Linked DNA regions of Danio rerio: region 2 is linked to region 1. Evidence: chromatin contacts called from public Hi-C data. All regions are on one chromosome and are shown on one strand. Each heading gives the region's core, a stretch centred on a gene start, on an enhancer-like site or on the middle of the called end of the contact. The rest is flanking DNA. Distances are from core to core; before and after follow the strand shown. Region 1 overlaps sipa1l1 (signal-induced proliferation-associated 1 like 1). Region 2 overlaps sipa1l1 (signal-induced proliferation-associated 1 like 1).

Region 1 (7,780 bases), core at 1,770-4,269:
ATGCGCATGTGTGTTTGATGTTCTAGATGGAGAGCAGTTTATGCTTAGCGTGATATTTTTCTTCCAGAATATAAAAGGGGACTGATTGTCGATTTATTCAAGTAGCTTATTAATGCTTGAAATTCTATCACTCCAAATTGATGCTTAAGAATTCTATAGAAGTGCTTAAGCCGGAGGTTCTTCCGCAATGAGAATGCAAATATTAGAAAACCGGTCACTAGTTTAGCTGGGGGATATTAGGGAGAGAGAAACGGGAACTTGTAGGTGAATTACGTGCAAACACCGTAGTTATTGGCGAAATCCAGCGGATCGTTTTTAAGCATAAATGTGTGGGCTACTTTTGCATCCGAATGTTAAACGGACTGCGAAATGTAATTGTGACCTCCGATTGCCAGAAATCGGGTGGCGGGTGTAATGTTGATTGCAACCGAGCGCTGCAGCCGTCTAGATTAGAGAGATTGCTTGGTTTATAACGTGAAAATTTAAGCATATTCATCTGGCATAATCATGCTGTTAAAGCTGAAAAAGGCAGAATTATGAGGAGATGAAAGAGCCGTTATTAGACGTTTTTAGAAACGTTCTAATGTCCATTTCAGTAGGGCTGGTATGGATGTGCTTAACAGGGAATTGCTCTGTGATTTCTGGTGTAGCGTTGGTGGACGGCTAGTGAGGTTGTGGGAAGGGAGCGCCGAGATCGGCTGTGCTTCAGTAGACGAAACCTGGAATGAGAAATTCAGAAAATTAGGTCAGTTACAAACGTAATTCAGTAAAAGCATAAACAAATTGACAAAAGTCGACAAGTAATTTCTATTTTATAATAGAAAATAATCAGCAGTAGCTGCGAGCTTGTAAAAATGAGAGGGGGAAAAAGCAATGATACGCAAGGTAGAGGGGCGGGGTGCGTAGGTGGTAAGGATCGCTGAAAGAGGAGGACTGGAGTGTGCACTGGAATCGGGAGCTGCAGGATGGAAGAGGTGAGGTGGGATTCCCAAGAGTTGCTTTATTGTCCGGGAGATAGGTTTTATCCGTGTTTAGAATTATGATTGCTGCAATATGTCCAAATCCAATATTGCTTTTTAATCCTTTCCTTGATTCTCCGGGGAGGCGGAGAGATTGCGGGTTTAATGTCGGTTTAGGATAGGGGGTGTGGCAGGAGCGTGTTATGTCCTGGGGGTGGCGGTGAAGACGTGGATTCGCAAGTGTTTTGGGTTTAATGCAGCGGCTTTGAATTATGGTCCCGGCGTCTAGGAGTTTGGAGGAGTTCAGTGACAGTCGTTGTTGGATATGAGAGACACATGATGATGCTGGAGAAGGTACGTAGCGGAGCTGGGGATTGCATTGTGATCTGGCTGGAGTGGATAGGCCTACGGCCTCTCGTTGGAGCCTCGGTCTCGAGCTGACTTTCATGCTGGGCTGGGTGTTGTTAAGACGGGGCTGGTGTTTCAGGGAGCCCGGAGCTTTCTTTCTTGTATGTAGCTGCGCTGATGCTGTTGTGATCTCAGCCGCCGTCGCTGTTGTTGTTGTTTTTGTCATTTTTGGTAGTTGCTGACGATGGTATTAAAGGTGGTGTGGTATTGTAGTTGAAGAATAGTAGGAGATGTGGAGGATCCGTTTTGTCCGTGAGTAACTTTTGGAGGAGCTAGAGCGGACCTGTCGTTTGTTTCTTCGGAAAACGAAGATAAGGGAGTAATGTCTAGCTAGGCTACTTATAGTGGGTTAGGATAGATCTGATTGGCTAACTAATGAGTGTAGATAGGTGGCCAGCTGCTGTCAATTATATCACGTGCTCCTCTCGAAATTAGTTTAAAAACTTCACGTAATTCATTACCAACATGAACTTTTTAAAAAACGTTTTACTCATCAATTCGGTGGGTGGGGAAACCACACTCCTACGTCACATTGCAGTGGGCCTCAAAATGGGAGGGATTTGGATCCTATTTTAATGTCAGGAAATTTACAAAAAGTGACTTATTGTGTTTACATCACCACAATATGACAGTGGACACACTATACCTACACACAGTTCTGTCCAAACAGCTTACAAAAGATGATTTTCATCATGGGTGCCCTTCAAGGCAAACTTTCAGGTTTTATTGTGGTCCACAGGATTTTGATTTAATTTGATTTGAAATGAATTGTCTCTAAGCTGATATTGTAAATTATAAGCTGAACTTTATAAATATTGGAAAAAAAGTAAAATTTAGCAGCTAGAAATTTTACTGTGTATTTACACGTTAAGATAAACTAGTTACCTCATGCACAGGTGCAAAGTCTGATTTTACTTTTCAAGAAGCCTGCATAGACTTTATCACCTGGCCAGTGATGAAGTAGGCGAAAAAAATCCTTTAGACTTGCATTGACGGGAGGATCTGAGGATCAGAATATCAAAGAGACTTGAGGGTGAGCTCTTTTGACTCTAGTAAGTAACCTCTCAGATCACCTTAGCAACCGCATAGCAATGTCTAGGCACCCACTAATAACACCTTAGCACAGTGGCGGCCACACGGACAAACACCACTCTCAGTCACTCCAGGTTATGTTAAACCTATGCTTCTTCTCAAGTGCTTTCATTACAAATCACCGAAAGCGAAGCATTGTTTCAACCCAGGAACTGGAGGAAAGGTATTACTCTTTAAAACATGCATCGAAGCACTTCTTCCTTTGCCATGCCTCAGGCTATGTAGTTTTATTATCCCACATTTCCACCTGGCGTTGATGCATTCTTATTTTAAGTCATTATTATTATTTTTAGTTTGACCACTTGTTTTTTACTGCAAAAACATTTCGGCAACACATAGCATATCACCTGATCCTTCCCTCCCCCTGAATACCTCTCTCTTGTATAACCGTGGTCGACCTTAGAGGGCTCGATAGATCAAGCATAGCCTTTGAAAGTAAGCTGTGTCCAGTGAAAGGCAGCAACATAAACGGTGTCTCTAAACAGCAGGCTGTGTATGGGTTCAAGCAAGACAGAAATACCTCCTCTTTCCTGCTGGTACGGTTGTGTAAGCAGTGCTTTGTGTGCCTCTAGCACCCCCCCCCCACTCCATCTCCTCTCACTCTTCAAGGTCCAAGTGTGCTGTGACTCACACTGCCACCCCCTTTCTGCGTATTTTTCTTGTTTCTTTTCCTCTCTCCATTCCTCTGCCTCTCCACATGTCTCCTGCTTTTGACAGGAATATTCCCGAACGCAGGAGCTGCAGGCAGTCTTTTCTGCCTCCACTGCGTCTGTCTCTCACTTTCTTTCTGTCTCTGTTTATGTCCCCTTCTTCACAAGCATCTCACTGTTTCCAGCTTCTCTGACTGTTGTGGTCGAGCGGCCCTCCTCCACTCGCTCTTTGACCCTTCTCAGCTCCGTTATGTGACCTCTCGACGACTCCAATGATAATAGTAGGGTCCAGCCTACACAAAACACATCTGAGCAGTTCGGCCCAGTAAACCTTACGACCCGTGCTGTAAATGTTACCACAGCCTAGAATTATACGCCGTGCTCATGATTGCAGGCGACTGTTTGGGGTATGAGAGGTCAGTCAGAAAAATGCTGTCCTTTGCTGTTTTTTTATTTTGGGGTGGCTTTGAAGTGCAGTTCACTAGTATGTTCACTGGTTAGATTTTAGACCAAAATACTTTAGGTTCTTACTGATTAAATGTAGAGAAAAAGTGCAGTCCAAGGTTATTAAAGTTCACGAAAATTACCAAATTTTTTTTTCATTAATTCAAATAAAGGTAACAACGAGAGTTTAAAAAAAAAAAAACTAGAACTAACTGAACCTGTATTGTGTACATAGAAAAAAATAACTGAAACACTATAGCAAAATAAAATTTTAGCAAAAACGTCCTTCGTTTTTATCTTTGTAAATGTATTTATTACACAATCTTATTGTAAACCTTTTAAAAGTACATCTGTCTCGCTGTCAGGTGTTTGACCCATACGGCACCTCAGAGTCTGTAATCCTGCTGCCATTGGCCAGATTGAGCCGGTTCTCCTCCAGTTATCCTCGCTGTTGCTCCCGCGATAAAAACAACGAGTGGACATAACAGCTGCACATTGACAGCACTGCGAATGAATAGTTCTTTTCAACCTGGTCTTCTAAGTGAACCAGTTGAACTAGTTCACCAAATCGAACTGAGTTAATTATTTTCATAATTAATAATTTTAAGAAACTTTTTAGATCATGGTGATGTTTTAACTGACTAAAATTATGATTGCTGAGTACAAAATTTTATTTTTAGGATTGTCTCAGAATCTGGTTCGGCGTTAAAGATCTAAACGTCTGTTGTATTTAAACTTGTGGATGAGTAGATGGTAGTGGTAGATGATAATGGTCATGTGTCCTTTGTATCTTAAACCCAACTAATATCCTAATTTAGAAAAAAACAAAATCTAATACTGAAACTAACAAAAACTTAACAAAACTAAGCAATTTCAAAATATAGAAACTAATAAAATCTAGTGAATCTACCTGTAAATACTAAAACGAACTGAATTTGTAAAACTAATGAAAAATCCAAACTCTTCTAACCTTGGTGCAGTCTGATTCTTAGGATTTCATATGAAAAAAAAAACAACCTCAAAAGAATGAATCTGCTTTGGATCTAAATAATGGAGAAATTGTTCAAATTAGAGGAGGACAAATATGTGAAGTGGAAAAGGATTGACAGTGAAAGCATTTGTTCTCTGATATCGGTTCTATCAGTGACTTTTTTTCCCCTTTTGGAATGCTAAAAGGGATGTACAATCCATACAAAAGCAATTTTGTGCAATTTTGGATATATTTCTAGCATTCTTGCACAGTATCTTAACCAGATATAAAAACATTTCAGTGACCAGGAATTTTGTGTTTATAACTGGCCCAACATGGCAACATGACACAACAAAATTAATCAAAATTACAGCCAATGAAAGGAATGTGTGGGCAGAGCTCTCTCTGTAATTGCACTCAAAACAAAATGCGCAAGTACATAACTGATATACAGTGCTCAGCATATACGAGGACACCCTTGAGAAATCTATCTTTTAAATTCATATTTTTAATAGTAGGCTATACATTATTATATTTGCACATATACATTAGTTTAGTCTGTACGGAAGCCAAATCTAGAGCTTATCTAACCAAATAACTTAGGATAACGGTCCAGAAACTAGTACACCCAAATTTACAGGTTATAGAAAAATATTAAATACAAATTTAAAAAAGATATTGAATTTAGAAATTGAAAATTTTGTTTAAATTTTGTAGGTTGTAATTCTATTTTATTTTATTTTTTTGCAATATTTAGCTTGAATTTAATTGTATTTTTTTCAATTTCTAAATATGTTTGGTGACAAAATATTATTTGAAAGAATACATCTGTTAAATAAATCTGTTTTGTTTAAATAAACAAAAAACATTGCCTGTATTTACTGAGAAATAGATAAAAATATTCATTTGCAAAATGTGGTGTACTCAATTATGCCGAGCACTGTATTCTTTATTAGTTACTAACTAACTAACAATCTTTATCATGCAATAAACTTATTTTTTCACAGTCATAATGTTTCCTTTATTTTCAGGATCTGAAGTTAATTATACATTGTTTTCAGTATGATATTGCAAAATTATATTAAAACTCACAACATTTAGAATTTAAATAAAGCACATTATCAGTACCTGGCATTGTCAAAGTTTGTATGCTGCTGTTGTTCAAGCAATGGCGTCATCGAATTAGAAACTGTTTCTAAAATAGTCTCCATTGTTATGTCTGATTAACTCTTATCAGCATGGAAGATATAACGTTTATTAAAGGTCATGGCATCTTGTCATGTCTATTTAGCACTCAGTTTTACCCTCTAATATCTTGCCATGATTCTCCATGTCTCTAAAGTACTATATAATAGTATAAGATTGTATTTTCAATGATTAAATTGATCAAGGTGTGTTTAGTTTTGTCTTAAAAGAGAGAAATGTGCAATGTCTTCTGAGGTATTGCAAGGTATTATTATTCTGAAAACCCAAATAAACTCAGCTTTGAATTACTAAGGGGAGGTGGAGGCAGGAAGTGGGGTGTCAAAGAGGGGAAGGAAAGCCTTTTCATAAAGCTAGAAAGGAATTGCCCCCCTCTGACACAGCAGTGTCGCAGTGGCTCATGCATGTGCAAAGAAATTGCCTTTTTTATCTTGATGTTTTAAAAGCTTTTTTTGTGAATTACTCTATGTCAAGCTCTACTGGATTCTGTCTTATGGCTTGTGACACACAACTATCTGATGTTTTTAGATTGTTTAAAGTCAGTATGTTTCTGCTTCCTGTTCACCCATCCCCATCGCCCTCCCCCTTCTGAAAGCTGTGTACTTTAATTGCTTGTGCCATCTATTTTTGCTATGCTGGCCATTATGTAACAGCCAGCAATTACACAATAGTTTCATTTACACAGTGTCCTGTAATCAAATTTGCCCAGTCTGCATTAGCTATAGTGATCAAATTAGATTTTTTTGAAAGTCATATCTTTTTTATTTTGTTGTTTTTTTAAACGGGTATGATCTGTCATATGTGTGTGCGTGCGTGCATGCATGTGTACTTTGGGCTTTGTTTACGACATTGCTCATCTAAATGAGTCTCAAGTGCGTCGGTTTCCTCCCTGCCGTTGTGCCCTCATTTTCAGTATTCACCAGAGTGTTTTTTTTCCCTGTTAAGTACCATCTAAATGTCCTGTTTTCTAATGCAATCTCTTACCTTCTGTAGATGCTCCAGTCACTAAGTCTAGCTCATCCTACTCGGGCGGCCCACGCATCCAGAGACAGGAGCAGGTGATTCACCTTTCACCCAAGAAGGGCAGCCAGGTGGGTGCAGCAGAACTGCTCTTAAAAATGCCACCCCATGGTACCTCTTCATTAAAAGAGCTATAAGTGGCGAGCATAACCATGCAATAACACAAACAGCAGATTAACTCTAAGCTAACATGTTAGTGAGAAGGGTAGTCACAAGCATCATTTTTATGATTGAGGGTGGATTATTTTGCCACAAAGTAACCTTAAGCATCCTAAAAAGAACAAGCATCACATTAAAATCTACAAAACTTAACAAACCCTTAAGATCCTGGCCAATACTTGTTAGTTATTATAATGAATATATTTTTTATTAAATTTTAGGGTAAAGTTAAAACAAATTTAAATAATCTTGATAACTTAGCTTCTTTGCTAATAAAAGACGTGTTTAGTTTGGATATAACAAACTGATATTATTTTATAAGCACAAGTGAAGTTGTAGTACATTTTATAGTAATGCAAGTTTCTTGCTCATTTAAACTGTTAAAGTGAGAGTTTATTCATGCTGATTTTATATGGTTTAGAACAGAGGTGCCCAAAGTAGGGCCTACGGGCCAAAGTTGGCCCATGGTAACGTTTGGTTTGGCCCACCATCCTATCTGAAAAGAGGGAGAATAATAGGGAGTTGGTTGGGGCGAATGCCTTTGACAGATTGTCTTTTCCAATTTAACGTAACCTTTTGTTTCTTTGTTTATTTGAGGAGCTACATAAAGCAAACTAAAATGTATATTTTTAAATGAACCAGACTTTTAAAATTTAAATACTACCACTTGACCAATACAGGAGAATGCACATGACATCAGCAAGCAAATCAAGGCAAAGGCAGGAGCAGCTTAACTATTGTTTTTAGCATTATTAGAAAAACTTGACCTTAAGCATGCGTCAAAACTGCCGCCACATTTGTACAGTGTTCCCAGTCATTCACAGCAATCTGAAGATGCTGGACTTTAGCGCTGTTTACGGGTGTAGTAACTAACA
Region 2 (7,780 bases), core at 2,765-5,264, 35 kb before region 1:
AAATGTAACTTTCCTAATCATAGCAAGGTAATAAGGAGAAAGTAAGATTGTCCCGGTTCACTTCAGTCTGGCTACCTGTTTATGCCTCCCTCTTCAGCATGGATAGTGTAATGAATCTTTGCAAAGAGGATGTTATTGAAGTTTTGGGCAGTTAAAACTATAATGGAGCAAACCCCAAACTTGCAGTCGGTGTCTTAATGGAGAAAAACACTGTTGCTGATTTCATATCTTAAAGGCACAGCATCAAATATAATTCAAAACAAATAAAAAACCCAGACAGTTTATTTCGAAGGGTTACAGGGAGGGTGAACTTTTTCACGCAGCTCATTTTTTCATGTCAGTTTTCTCTTTTTTTTATCTCTTCTTTTTGTGTACAGGTTTGTGGCTCTGTATGTATTTGAATGCAGACTGAATCAGAACCTTTCAGCAATTTTATTCATTGAGCCTGCTTTTACATGTGCTTGTTGATGTTCTTCTCATTTGAGCAGTTGTTTTCACCCTGACATGATGCTTTTTTCCTCGGTTTCCAGCTTAAGCTAACACCCCATATTTAATTTGCCAAGTGCAAACCAATTAGTGTAGTAGTTAAAGATGAGGTGTTCATTTAGGCTGGGATTGAAAGGATTTTCTTAAGGGTGCTTCAGCATAGAAGTACCATCGTGGGGGAACTGAAAATGGGGCATGAATAATAAATGCTTTCTATAGGTAGCATTGTGTGATAATTTAATTTGCATCATGCAGTTAGGGTGCATGTGCATTGTTCAAGTGACCCAATTCAGTATTTTTCTTCTCATGTTGCACAGGATATGGTAAGCGTATGTATAAGCAGGAAAAAAAATCACATGCATTTCTGCAATACTCAGATTGGTTTTTCTCATTCCAATGTGAAAAAAAATCTGATGTGTATCTGATATGTGCATAATGCAAGAGCTTATACCAGTAGCTATGTTTTAGGTTAAGTTAAAATAAAATTAAGTTTATGCGCAAAACTGAAATATCGCATAAAAGACGTGCAAACAAAGCAGCGTTTCCATCCAATGAGTCTAAAAGATAAAAATTGTCATTTCTTGATTAACTGGCGCCAATTATCAAATGTAAAAGTAGAATTTTTCAAGGTAGGAGAAACTGAGTGACCTTATTTAATCAATGACTTGCACCTCAGAAGACAATGCTGACCAAATAAACACGTGGTGGCGTTTAAAGGTGTAAGACTCTGAGCACAGACGCTCTTGACAGTTCTCAGGTAATTAATATTATAATAACACTAATACTGAAATGGTTAAGGTGTTTTAGATTGACTAAAACAACATTTCAGATGTTTTAAAATGTGCTCAGCCTGCTGGTTTGTTCATTCACAAAAATTTTATCCTTACATGATCTGTTACAAAGTCACTTTACTTTTTATTGCGCACACTGGAATTTGTTCGGTAAGTGTTTCCATCATAGTGTATGCGTATTTCTTATTATTAAACAAAAGGTTTATCCTACTCAGTTATGTGCATATGTTTTTTATGCGCATTGTCAAAATTGATGCACATCTTGCTGTTTTGATCAACTCATTTTTTTATGCGCATCTCTAAAATGGTTGGAAACAGCTTCAAAAAAATACGGTGAACTTGAATTATGATCAGGTCATTTAAAGCTGCCAACACCGGGTTATTGAGCTTATATTCTTGCTTGGACTTGGTTAAGACACATTACATGACGTCTGTAAATATATTTTAAAAGACCGAATAGAGAGTTCATTTCAAACCAATCATGCTCAACAGCTCATGTTGACTCCACTAATAAACAAAATCAACTTTTATTGTCTTTTAAAAGTTCCAAGCAGGATTTGGCCAATTAAAAACAGCAATTTATAGAGACTGTTCACCCAAAAATGAAAATTGCCTGTGCATTTACTTTTACTAATGTGGTTTTAATTTTTTAAGATCTGTTCTTTAAAAAAAAAAAAAAAAAACAAAAGAAGATATTCTTGTTGGCGTCACTCATTAACTTACATAGTAGAAAAAACATTACTATAGAAGTCAACCATTGCAAAATATTTTCTGTTGTGTTCAATAGAATAAAGAAACTCAAATAGGTTTAGTAGTAGGTAATACTACTACTAAATACTAAATAGGTAGTGCATAATATTGCAAAAATCTAATATAATATAAATATTGCGATATAAATAGGATTTCACTAATGTGTTGAATAACTATTTGGAAAGAATTTATAATCTTACGTTTGATGACGTAAGATCTTGGGGTGATTCTGGAGGGGAGTGCATGTGCATTAAGTATAAGGAACAATCTAAAAGCATAGATAAATTCAGTAAAAAAAATCACAAATTATGTAAACAGCATTTTATTGTTTTTTGAGTTGCCGAACTGCATTCTGGTGTACAGTAATTGATTAATCAAATGTAAAATAATACTGCATAGTCTTCATTTCATGAACAATTCAATATAATTTATCATTATAAATGTATTAGTTAAAAACAGTTCAATTTCTTAGGCCTGAATGCTTTTTAAAACCCACACACAAACACATGTTGTAGTCGTCGTTGGTGTGGTAGTATCAGTAGTAGATGTAGCAGTAGTAGTGGTAGCAGTCCTTGTTGTAGTAGTGGTAGATGTTGTAGCATCAGTAGTAGTAGACATTGTGATAGTATCAGAGGTAGTAGCCTTTGTTGTAAAAGGATCAGTAGTAGAAGACATTGTAGGAGTAGTCATTGTTTTGGCTGTTGTCGTTGTAACATTAGTAATTTCCATAGTAGTTGTTGGTGTACTTGTAATTATCATTGTTGTTGTTATCAGTTAATATTACTATTGTCCTTTTTCCTTTTTACTGTCATTATTACTATCATTACATTACTATCGTTGTTGTCACACTCTTGAAATGATAAATTAAATTCCAGACTCAACATTGCGTATTCTAGTGATGTGACTTTTACAAATGTTCACTTTGCGAGATCAATGCTGAAATAAAATATTGTGGAGCACTAAAGTGAAGGTCGAGAAAAAGACAGATATAGATTTTATTTTTGTTTGAACTATCCCTTTAACCATATATATTTAAGTAATAAACCAGTTACAAAATTATTATTATTAGTTAAAACAAAAATTTAAGATAAGCTTTTATTTCTATTCCTTTCTATAGGGAAAGAGCCGGTCTATATAAGGTCACACTTTCGTCTGAGATTTGTCCTCCGAGTTAAAGTTCTCATTGGTGTGTTAGTCATACCTGCCCTGCTCGCGGTCTTCCTGGTGAAGCTCGTCACAGGTATCTGTCTCATTAACTGGCTACATGGGATCTGTCAGCCCGCGCTGCCCCCATCTGTCATACTCCGGGCTGTAATTTGGCAGCTGTGTATGACTAAGCCACAGAGTTCCTCCCGGCCTTGCAGAAGCACCTGTGCTGCAACCTCCGAAATGTATTACAGCATGGTTTCTGCGGGAGAGCAGACGTGAGAGCAAAAGCACTCTCAAAAAATGGAAATACCCATGACCTCATCTGTACTCGGTGCGTCGAGTGTGTGTTGTTGGGGTTTGTTATGCTGCCACACCCGGCTCTCCACACACCCCTTCCAGCCATCGGGAGGTCAGGACTCACCGGCAGGAAGATTATCTCATAATTTCATCAGCGCATACACATGGTCTAGCACTACTAATGTGATTCACAATCTCCAAAATGTCAAGTGATTCAGTGGGATTCGTCTATTGTTCCATTCCAGCCTGCCTCTTCATTTGGGAGACTTTCATTTCGCTGTAGTAATATTAATGCTATGCTCTTAGTCCTTATGATACATGCTGTGATTAAACACTGAATGTTAGGTCGTATGTGTTGCCCTGATCGTAATTAGCATAATCGCTAGCTTTCACATATTTTTTTCATCAGATATTTTTAGCTACATTTATACTATGGATCATTTACACTGTTTCGTGGATCTTGTCTTAGGGTTGTTCTCCTGATGTGTGTGTGTGTGGAAGATTATGGAGGTGTGTGTATGTGTGTAGTCACTGGGCTTCAGCTCTCTCATTAAGGTTAACCCAGCAGCACTGCCGCTCTGCACCACAACACTCGGCAGATGGTTGCCAGGAAACCAAGGAAACTGACATTTCAGAGCTTCTCCTGTCATATGAGAACAATGTTCATCTGTAGTGCATTACAATTTGAGCGATGAGGACTTATGTGCAGTGCCACCTGCTGTATTCAGTTTTTACTTGTGTAGCTTTCTGACCAGGTCTGGTATGGGTTTTGCAATTGGTAATCGTACAAGGATAAAGCTAATTTTGTAAGTGTTTTTAAAGCTTAAAGGGCACCTATGATGAAAATCATCTTTTGTAAGTGGTTTGGACAAAACTGTGTGGGCATAGCATGTCCACAGTCATATTGGGGTGATATAAAGACAATCTCTTTTTTCCAATGTCCTGACTTTAAAATAGGATCTAAATCCTTTCCATTTTGACACCCACTAAATGTGACGTGTGTGGTTTTTTTCTGTCCTCTGATTTAATTGACAGCCGCTTATTAAGTTTAAAACGTTTTTAAAACTGTGCATGTTTGTAATGAATTACAGCGCTTTTACCATCTTTACTTTATCACCGCAGATGCATGTCAGTACATTTATAAAATAAGATGCTTCAATCCCGGTTTGTGGACGTTAAATCAGGTTTATTTTGTACATTAACATAATAGATATCCATACAGCAGATGGATTTTAACATGTGTCCTGTTCTTAATTCTCTCTATTGGGACTAATTTGATTTGTTATAATAATAATAATAAAAATCTGTGTTTTTAAAACTAATGAATACAGCAGAAGTCAATGATTTATTTGAATTATTTAGCCTGACATATAATGCCTGACAATATAAAATATATTAAACGTTTCTCAAAGTTAAATATATTGTGTTTAAAGGGGAAAAGGTTTTTGTTTTTTACCCAGACATTTAATAAGAATATATTTTAGATTAGTAATCGCATTATTGTAAAACTGATCTTTTTATCCAAAGTTAGTAAACCGTCAGAATCTTGGCCGATGTTCAATGCCTATGGCCAATGCCTAGTTATTATTGTTGCCTCAAGTAATTTAAGATAAAGGATTGTATGGTAAAGTAGGAATTAACTAGATGAAATAAATTGTTGAATGGCTTTTGACCATCTTTGTTACGTTGCACATCAAAACATCCTGGTGATATCTAATCATTCGATTTGGTTTGTGTCTGTACTTGTGCAGTGTTCTGCCTCTCCACGGCAGTGTGGCATTGATTTATTCATGTGGTGTAATCTGCCCTTTGGCACAGCCAAGTGTATGAACAGTGTAGCAGTTAAAGGCCTGCCATATAAACTCCTAGCTGAACAGGTGAAATCTGGTCATAATTCGGTGCCTTATGTAAAACACTTATTCATAACATAAAACTTAAGTAAAATCTCTTTTGTAAATTCAGAATGATTGTGCATATATTTTTGCTTTCTAGATTTCTGAAGAGTTTACAAATGAAAAAAAAAAAAAACATTCTTTTCATGTTTGCTTTGGCATGATGTTAGTATTTAAAGCAGGTACACAGCAAATCTGTATGTAATCAAGTGTCTTTCAGTCTATGCTTCATCTGCCATTTTGACCTCTTTTTTTTTCTACTCAAGTTTAAAATTGTTGTCAGATGTTAACATGTGACTCATGTAACTATCATCAAAAGCACTCCATAATAATGCAGTCAATAATTTTTTAATATATTGCCCTTCTGTTTCATTACTTTGGCTGTCTATGTTGTTTATAATCTGTTTACCTTTATTACTTCATTATAATTTTTAACCTTTATTAGCAAAGCTTATTCTCATACCTTTCCCATTTTTATGTGTTTCAGTTTTGCATAAAGGGATGAGAGGAGGAAGGTCTAATCACCTAATGGTCGCCACACATGCCTGATTCAAGTTCACTTTAAAGTTCACTTTTATTATCATCGGTCCTCTGTTCTCTGGCCTCTCCAGCTGAGTGGCTGCCCATGTTTCCTAAGCTTCGTTATTTCAGCTACACTGCGGGCATGCTCCAGTGCTGAGCTCCGCCACTTAGCCATACCATGACCAGTCTAAAGCGTTCACAAACCGAACGCTCTGTGGGCGGTTCTGTTCCCGCCTCTGATGAGTTTTATACTCGCCGTCTGCGCTTGCCCAATGGAGGTGCACCGCCCCCTCGCAGTGAAAGTACACACTTGACCGGCACGCCGGGAGTTCCCAAAATGGGCGTTAGAGCTCGGGTTGCTGACTGGCCTCCCAGGAAAGATGGTGGCAGTGGAGGAAGTGGAGGCAGTGGTGGAAGTAGTGGAAGCGGAGGAGGAGGAGGAGGAGGAGGAGGAGGAGGAGGAAATGGAGGTGGGGTTTGGCACATCACAGTGGAAACTGATTCCCCATCCACTACCACAGGAAGCGCCCAGAGCAACTTGTCAAGCAAACTTGGCCACCTGATCAGCCCTCAGGACTCCTCCATGTTGCGTAACATTCACAACACGCTAAAGAACAAGATGCAGAGCAAAGGCAAAGACAATCGCTTTCTGTCACCTGACGGCTATCTTGGATCGCCCCGCAAAGGCATGCGGCGAATTAGACAACGCAGCAACAGTGATATTACCATTAGTGAACTAGATGGCGATGGAAGCGAAGGCTGGTCTTTTTCAGGATGGACCCCCATGCATCGAGAGTATGGCAGTACCTCGTCTATCGACAAGCATGGTGTGTCAGGTGAAAGCTTCTTCGACATGCTCAAAGGCTACACGACAGATGCTCCAGACCAGCGCAGTCCTGCCCCTGAAAAGCTAAGTGAGTTACTGACAGTCGCCCATAAACAGACAGCCCTCGACTTGCCCGATGGACCTCTTGGTCCTCCTCGGGGAAGTCCTGCCAGTCGCCTGAAAGAAAGGGAAAAACAAATGAAAAGGCGCTCAAAGTCAGAAACTGGTGGAGAGTCCATATTTCGAAAGCTGCGGAGTGTCAAAGCTGAAGGCGATTCGTCACGTGCAGGTTCAGATGCAGAGGATGGAAAGTCTGATGACTTGGGTCCTCCTCCAAAACCATGGGTCTGCCAGAAAGGGTTTGCACACTTTGATGTCCAGAGTATACTGTTTGACCTGAATGAGGTTGTGCAGAGTCGGCAAAGTGCCGCTAAGCGAAAGAACACCACCACTGGTGCCTCTGCTGCTGCTGCAGCCTCGGCCTCCAACACGTCATCTCTCTCGTCCACCCAAAGTGGGGCTTATGGTTCTCCTTGTGGGAGTCAGGAAGAGCTCAGCGTCAAGGATGGGCCTTCTCTTGACTCGGGTGATGACAAGAGCAATGATTTAGTTCTCAGCTGTCCTTGTTTCCGGAATGAAATTGGCGGTGAGGGAGAGAGAAACATCAGCCCTTCAAAACAGGGCAGTATCGGCAGTGGTGCCTCCAGCTCTTCTAGAGATGAAGAAGGATCTCCTGAAAGAGCTCCCAACACACATTTTAGCAATGCTGGAGTGGCTGTTCTTGAGGCCCCAAAGGATGGCAAGAGTCTTCACCATGATCGAGGAAAGAGCAACATACTTGAACATGTGGACTTGGGTGCCTATTATTACAGGAAGAACTTTTACTTGAGAGGTGAGTGTTTGCAGTCATGCAACATTTGATATGTTGGTAGTGGTGCACGAAATATCTGTGACCATGTTCATATATGGAAATAAATGTTTATATTTATGTTAGTTATTGGTCAGATAGGAAAATTTGATTGATGCATTACACAGAAGAATATTCAGTAACTAGTGTCACCCAAAAT

The links. A called contact is a pair of places that touch in the nucleus more often than the background predicts.
Region 2: a Hi-C map of an unstated tissue shows a contact between it and region 1, with 2.2 times the contacts expected there. The contact joins two enhancer-like sites. A contact is called at or near these places in 2 of 18 Hi-C or Micro-C datasets (caudal fin and an unstated tissue).

What each region holds. Positions count from the first base shown.
Region 1 is chr20:31,397,175-31,404,954 of GRCz12tu, reverse strand. sipa1l1 (signal-induced proliferation-associated 1 like 1) reads left to right here. Exons shown (of 21, transcript NM_001281792.1): 13 at 6,720-6,817. Among named protein-coding and RNA genes, the nearest start is that of rgs6, 24 kb to the right of the region's middle. Within about 2 kb of position 3,019, at least 37 of the 62 cell types and tissues checked have an H3K27ac peak or open chromatin away from gene starts, as enhancers often do.
Region 2 is chr20:31,433,260-31,441,039 of GRCz12tu, reverse strand. It overlaps sipa1l1 (signal-induced proliferation-associated 1 like 1), which reads left to right. Exons shown (of 21, transcript NM_001281792.1): 2 at 5,853-7,605. The coding sequence starts at 6,066. Among named protein-coding and RNA genes, the nearest start is that of rgs6, 60 kb to the right of the region's middle. Within about 2 kb of position 4,014, at least 16 of the 62 cell types and tissues checked have an H3K27ac peak or open chromatin away from gene starts, as enhancers often do.